2 separate regions of the Gossypium hirsutum genome follow, and region 2 is linked to region 1. A link is a contact called in public Hi-C data. All regions are on one chromosome and are shown on one strand. Each heading gives the region's core, a stretch centred on a gene start, on an enhancer-like site or on the middle of the called end of the contact. The rest is flanking DNA. Distances are from core to core; before and after follow the strand shown. Region 1 has its middle 23 kb from the start of LOC121215672. Region 2 holds the start of LOC107950768.

Region 1 (3,793 bases), core at 1,044-3,543:
GCTCTTCAATAATAGGAATGGGAAACCTATCTTTGATCGTTAACTAATTAAGTTTTCTGTAGTCAATGCAAAGTCGCCAACTCCCATATTTTTTCTTGACTATGACCACAGGAGAAGCAAAACTGCTGTTACTATCGTGAATAACTCCAGCTCGTAACATCTCTTGTACTAGCTTTTCTATTTCAGTCTTCTGAACTGAAGGATATCTATATGTTCACACTTTAACCACCTTAGATTCGTCCACCAATGGTATTCTATGGTCATGTAAACGAACGGGAGGTAAACAAGTGGGCAACTGAAAAACATCATCAAAGTCGCTCAAAAGATTTTGCAACACGAGTGGTAGATTGGCTGACTACATTGTGAGAAGGGTCTGCTCAAAAGAAGCTAGTAACATCAGGCACGAACCCTTTCCCACCAAACTCATGCATTGAGAAAAATCTCCACTAGGAACGATATGAACTAAACCAGGTACTGCTCCCCTCAAAACACAAGTCTGGTCCCTATATTTGAACTGCATGGTCAAGTTAGAGAAGTCCCACACAATCTGCCCCAACGCCAATAACCATTGAACACCAAGAACCAGATCAAACCCCTTAAGAGATAACACTAAGAAATCCGTAGTACATTGATACCCTTGTGCCTCCCATATGATAACCCTGCATAACCCTTGAGTACACAACTTAACCCCATTAGCCACCAGCACCCTCACACTTGGCCCAGGTTCGATAGTCAGATTCAACTGCTTCGCCATCTTGAAATCAATGAAATTATGCGTACTTCCCGAATTAAACAAAACCACCACTTGTGATTGATCAATAACAGTTGGAAACCTCATAGTCGTAGGACCCTGTAACCCTTGTAATGCTTGTAATGACAATACAGGAGCTGCATTCCCAAACAATGTCTCTGTCAACTCCAATTGTTCAGTACAATCTTGGAATTCATCCGGGGAAGGGCTACGTACTTTAGGTTCATTCTCCCATAAAGGTTCGACAATCAACTGATACAATTGTGACTTTGAACATTTATGGCGTGGCGAATATTTCAGACCACACCAAAAACAAAGTCCTTTTTTTCCTTCTGTCTTCCAATTCAGCTTGCGATAAGGACTTGGAAGGAAGTTTAGGAGCCAATTTCCCATTCACTGTTTCACTGGCCAATCCAACACTACCACTCCCACGTTGACTTCTAATCACAGGAAATAATGGCCTCATTATATTAGACCCACTATTAAAACTGCCTTCTCTTTTGACCGGTCCCGCCACAATGGTTTCCACTTGCCTTGCTAACTGGTAACCTTCTACCAATGTTTGAGGCTTGAACAACCGAAGATATTGCCCGATTTTCAGTTTGAGGTTGCTAAGGAATATACTTAATGCATAGGATTCAGGTAAGTTGAGCTGATTCAACAAACTCAAAAAATCATCATAAAATTGGTCCACTAAGCTAAGTTGTTTAAGGGACACTAATTCTGCCATAGGATCTAAGACAAAATCTGATCTGAAACGCTCTCGAAGCCCCTCGAATAAACCTCCCAAGACACTTGATGAACCCCTCCATGTCTACGCACAAAAAAATGATGCCAATCAAGTGCTTTACCTTCAAGGTGTAACATGACGATCCTGACCTTTGCATGATCTGCAATTCCTTCGGCCTCAAATACTGCACTAGTTTGAACCACCAACCTCGGAAGTGCTCACCATCACAATGTAGACAGTCAACTCGAAAAGAAAAATGTTCGGATTCCATCAACACTCCCCTTTGTGACATGCTCGAATGGCCGAGATCTGCTCTTGGAGATACTATTAAATGCTCTTGAGGTGGAAACCTCGGTGGTGTTCCTAAGATCCCTTTTCCCTTGTTGCTAGATGCATTCCCCACAATCGATGGGTTACTTTGGCCAAAATATTGTTCGAACAAGGAGTGAAGCTCAGAATGAAGTTCGGAACGTACCTCCTACTTAATTTCTGCCTGCAGATCTTTCATCTTAGTGTCCATCCGTACATCCCACTGAGTTAGCTCCAGTTGCAAGTGAGAAAGCTCACCTTGGATCTGCCGATTTCCTTCTGCATGCGAGTACTGATTCCGTCCCCTATCATGAAGATCGACAAGCTCTGATACCTTTTGCAACGTTCTAAATCGGAAAGATAAAGATGAAGAACAGAGAAGAAGAATTACAGAAAGAAAAAAAACGAGAAAATCGAGAGAAGGAGACTGTTGATAACGGTTATCCAATTTCATGATATTTCCTCACGCAGTTACAGACATATAATAACCCTGTAACAAGAATCAAAACGCTCCTGTTTTGAGTTAAACAAAACTCACCGTTTTCATTAACTCTTACAAGCAAAAACGCAACGTATAACTAATTATTATAACGAAAACTTAACTAAAATATGAAAAAGCTAGATGACCGTTGTTCCTCCCATAACATATTTAAAAGATAAAAGATAAAGAAACGAAACAAAAGTCAGATTGTGGAGTTTTTTTTTTAAAAAGCTACACCAATAATATATTAAATAGTAATTCCACATTTGATACTCAAGATTTTTATATGGTAGAAATTATTAGGTAAGCTCTTCTTAATGTCTCATCCAATCATATAATGTTATATAAAATTATTTTACACGTTATTTTTAATTAATAAATAAGTTATCCTAAAAATTTACCTTTTCATCTAATTCCTATTCGGATTGATTATAGAGCTTGCAGCCATCTATAATCATCGTTGTCGTTGCTACTAAGAGCTGGTTCAATGCCAAAAGCTATTTGACCTATTTGATACAGTAAAAGCCTAATGTCATGACATAAATTGATGAAACCTCAATTAAAAAACCTAAAATTCAAAAAGAGTTCAAATAAAAAAGAGCATGTCGAGCCAGCTAGAATAGGACTTGCATATTCCATGCGAGGGGAAGTTTTTGGAGCTTTGGCTTAGATGCTGATGATGATGATGATTATCTCTTAAAAGCAATGAATATTAAAGTTGATACCAAAAAGTCCAGAATAAAGAAGCTTTAATTTTTCTTTATAAAGAAATATGTGCTAGCAAATTAGCAATGTATACGGGAAGGGAAAACTTTAATAAGCAAAAAAGATAAATCTTAAAATTATACATAAATTTTAGTTTAATATGTAATTATATGTATGAATTTTAATTTGGTGCAACTATATATATGAAACTTTGATTGTGTTTCAAATGTATAAATGTAATTTTAATTTTGATTCAATCATACACATTTAAAGAAATAAATAGATTAATTTATTTTTATATTGGATAAATATAATTATTTTTGTATGCAATATATAAATATAAAATGATGTTATATCAATAATTGTGTTAATAATTTGTGATAGTTGAATTAAAACAAAATTTTATATATAAAATTATATAAAATCAAAATTTATATATATAATTACACATTAAATTAAAATTAATATATAATTTTAAAATTTATCCCTAAAAAAAATAAATTGATTAAGACAGTATAAACTTTTTCTCACATCTTCAACAAGATAAAAAAAATAAAGAAAAGAAACGAAAACCTAGATATATATTCGTGAAATTTATATTACAATTTTTTATCATTATAAAGTAATTCTCGGTTTGAGCGTAGTCACATATTAAAAAATTAGGAGTTATAACGAAGGTGGGTGGTGTCGAAAATTAATTTTATGATTTTAAAATTACGGTTTTAAAATGTTTTTTCTATAAATTATATTCGTAAATATTAATATTTAATATTTACGGGATTAGTATAGAAATATATTAAATTTTGATCTATTAATT
Region 2 (3,395 bases), core at 869-3,368, 240 kb before region 1:
TCATGGCTACTGCTTGCCTGAGAATGTAAGTTTATATATAGCTATATCATTCTAGTAATGCATTACATCTTTGTTGTCCAACCCTTTTCTTTTTTTTTATCTATTTGCAGTTCCAGGATTGCACATTTGATTGGCTTTATTGGCCACAATCACGACAGCCTTACTCCAAAGAGACTATAGACTATATAAAATCACTGGAAGCTGAACAAGATGTTGCACTTCTGAGATTTTACGGGTGGGATGTTCCCGTTGAGTGCGCTCGCACGCTCTGTATCTCGACCATGCTTTTGAAAAAAGCAGTCGATCGGGGTCTTACCACTCCCTTTGCTATTGGAAGCATCATGTGCAGGGAAACTGTGAACAAGGAATCTGTGATTGAGCAAATTGTAGATGAAGCTCAAGATTTGTTGCTTCCAGGCATGAGTGAAGCTGCATTTATGGAGACTGTGTCTCAAGTCATGGATTCTTGGCTTGACAAGCTCACAAACTAAAGCTACCTATATGGTTTGTTCATGGTACATATTTGAATGTATTGAGTTAATGATGAGTCCATTTTTGTATGGACCACAAATTATGTCAATGTAGATAGCTTATCCCTCATAGGAGATTGAAGCTTTCCTTTATTTATTTATTTATTTTTTAAACTCTATCAACTTGTTACTTGATCCTGTATTAATATGTTGAACAGATTCAAAGATAATGAAATAATAGGTAGGCATTGATGATTGGGTTTGATGTAAAACTTGCATATATTGGGTTTTTTATGTGTAATTTGATGATTGTTTTGGACCATATATCGTTTCAGAAAGGTAACTAAAAATGGGCCAAGATCAGCCATATCCAACGTTCTCTTAAAATTTTACTCAACCCATATTAAAGGCAGGTCATGTCAAAGAGCCTTTCTATTTTCCCTTTCTGAAATATGGAAGTAATGGGTGAGGTTAAACATGACCATCGGGTTTTGATCTGAACTGTTACTACAGGGGTAAGTTTTTTTTGGATTGAGTTGGTGAATCAGATTGGTGGTTGAATTATTAAGTCATTGATTTTTAATTTGATTAATTTGATTGTCAGATTTAATATAAATTAAATAAATTACTAAATTTTATTATTTTTAAAATATTAAAAATTATAAAATTCAGTTCGACTTTTAACTCAACTGATTTTATTTATTTATTTATTTTTTCAATCGATCCAATAAGCGAATCCAATTTGGTTTTAGCAACCTTAATTTGTGTAAAATAATTTCTCTAATTTTAGGGTCATGTTTGAGGATGATATCAGGACGAGAGATATACAAATTGGGTCGGACAAACAAAAACTCATCTCACCTGACCCTGTAAGTAAATAAAACCAATTTTAATCTATCCGTTCATACAATTATTGGCAGAAGAAAACCAAAGAAGCTTATATTGAAACACCCACAATTCTTACTGCAGTAAATTTAGCAAATTTCTGTCATTTTCCACTGCCACCGCCGTTGAATCTATTGTTTCACTTCTTATAAGAAGACCACTGATTTGTTCCAAAACACCAAATAGACCACGCTTTTGCCGTTTGACAATCATTCCACTGACCGTGTGGAAAGGCATCAATTATTCTTTACCTAAAGCTTTTTCCTTTGACTCCTATATGTAAAAACAAGACAGTACTTACCTTTCGACTTACCACCTTTTTCATTTTTTACTATTCTTACCCTTTTTCATTTTTTTTGGATATCTTATCCAGTATTTATCTGATTTTCTAATATCAATTTAACGACAATATTTTGTTCTACCAATCTTCAAACATCTACTTTTAATAATACTCTTTGAACAAAATTTCTTATTTTTCATATTTGAGTGTTAAAATTCTATATAAAATACTATATTTAGGTTAACAGTTAATAACCTAAATATTCCTGTTTTGTTGCGAAAAATCAAACACATCCCAAACTAGAAAGAAAAAAAAAGAGAGAAGAATCTTAAAACTAAATAACTGATTTTTTTTTCATAATTTCCACCTCCAAACTGCAAATTCTTACAATATGCATCATCTTCTTATCCATTTTTCAAAAAAAAAAAAAAACATTCTCATCCTCTTTAAAGTTAAAAGTTAAGAACTAACATACCCTCACTTTTTCTTTTCAATTTTCTTCTTAATTAATTTTCTTCTTTCTTTTTCATTCACTTCATCTTTGATTCAATGATTCCTTCCCCCAAAGCATAAAAAAAAACACTCAAAAATCTAAGCTTTGAATAGCTCCAACATAAACTTCAAATCCTTTCTTATAAAATGACAAAACCCAACAAAAGAAAAAGTCTTCCCTTTCACATTACTTTCCTTTCCCCACTTTCTCTTCTTCTTAAATACTCTCTTATTTTCCCTACATCCAAACACTCTTTTCCTTCCCCCATTTCACTTCCTTTCTCTTTTTAGATCAACACATCCAAGAAAAAAAAAACACAGTTGAATTTACAAAAATCATGGTGAAGTCTCAAAGGCCGCCATCTGGCCGTACAAATCTGGCATCATGTATTGTAGCAACCATTTTCTTGATCTTTCTTGTAATCATTGTTCTCATTGTTTATTTCACCGTTTTTAAACCCAAAGACCCTAAGATTTACGTTAATTCCATCCAGCTCCCTTCTTTTTCCGTCGGCAACAACTCCGTCAGCTTCACTTTCTCTCAATACGTCACCGTTAAAAACCCTAACAGAGCCGCTTTTTCCCACTACGACAGCACTATTCAGCTCCTTTACTCCGGATCTCAAGTCGGGTTCATGTTCATACCCGCCGGGAAGATCGAGTCGGGTCAGACTCAATACATGGCGGCCACTTTTGCAGTTCAGTCATTTCCCTTGGCGCAACCGAATCAAGCGGCGGCGGCCACCACGATACCTATACCTGGTGCTACTACTACGGTGGCGGTGACGATGACAGAGCCCGTTGGGGTGACAGCTGGGTTCGGCGGTGGTAATAATGTGAATCGAGTTGGACCAACGATGGAGATTGACTCTCGGATGGAATTAGCGGGTCGGATTCGGGTTCTAAATGTGTTCGCCCATCACGTGGATGCTAAGTCGGAGTGTAGAGTCACCGTGGCTGTGAATGATGGGTCTGTTTTAGGGTTTCATTGCTAATTTTTTCTTCTTTTAATGTAATTTTAGACATTTAACAGCTTTTTTTTTCTTAAAATTTATCAGTTTTGGAGGATTTGGTGATTTGGGTATTAAATTTTTTATACCCAATTTGTCAAAAAAGCTGTAAAAATTAGAACTTTGATTGTTGTGGGTGCTGCAAGTAAGGTGTTTTTAGTATAAAGAATGAAAGGTTTCAGCTTATGAGCTTAATTTGTGAATTAATGAACTTTTTATTTAAAGGGATTAATTGAAGAGTAAGTAAAGGATGGATAC

The links. Hi-C and Micro-C count contacts between places; a contact is called where the count stands out from the background.
Region 2: a Hi-C map of leaf shows a contact between it and region 1, with 2.1 times the contacts expected there. The contact joins the promoter of LOC107950768 here to the enhancer-like site in region 1. A contact is called at or near these places in 8 of 34 Hi-C or Micro-C datasets (anther, callus, leaf and 1 more).

The regions. Positions count from the first base shown.
Region 1 is chrD03:33,992,946-33,996,738 of Gossypium_hirsutum_v2.1, reverse strand. No RefSeq gene overlaps it. Among protein-coding and RNA genes, the nearest start is that of LOC121215672, 23 kb to the left of the region's middle. Within about 2 kb of position 2,293, at least 6 of the 9 cell types and tissues checked have an H3K27ac peak or open chromatin away from gene starts, as enhancers often do. A contact at or near this core is called in leaf, where this site is marked.
Region 2 is chrD03:34,231,350-34,234,744 of Gossypium_hirsutum_v2.1, reverse strand. It overlaps LOC107950768, which reads left to right and starts at 2,118. Exons shown (of 1, transcript XM_041089992.1): 1 at 2,118-3,332. The coding sequence starts at 2,466. The coding sequence ends at 3,122. LOC107950767 (phosphatidylinositol 4-kinase gamma 2) reads left to right here. Exons shown (of 2, transcript XM_016885723.2): 1 at 1-25; 2 at 111-742. The coding sequence ends at 491.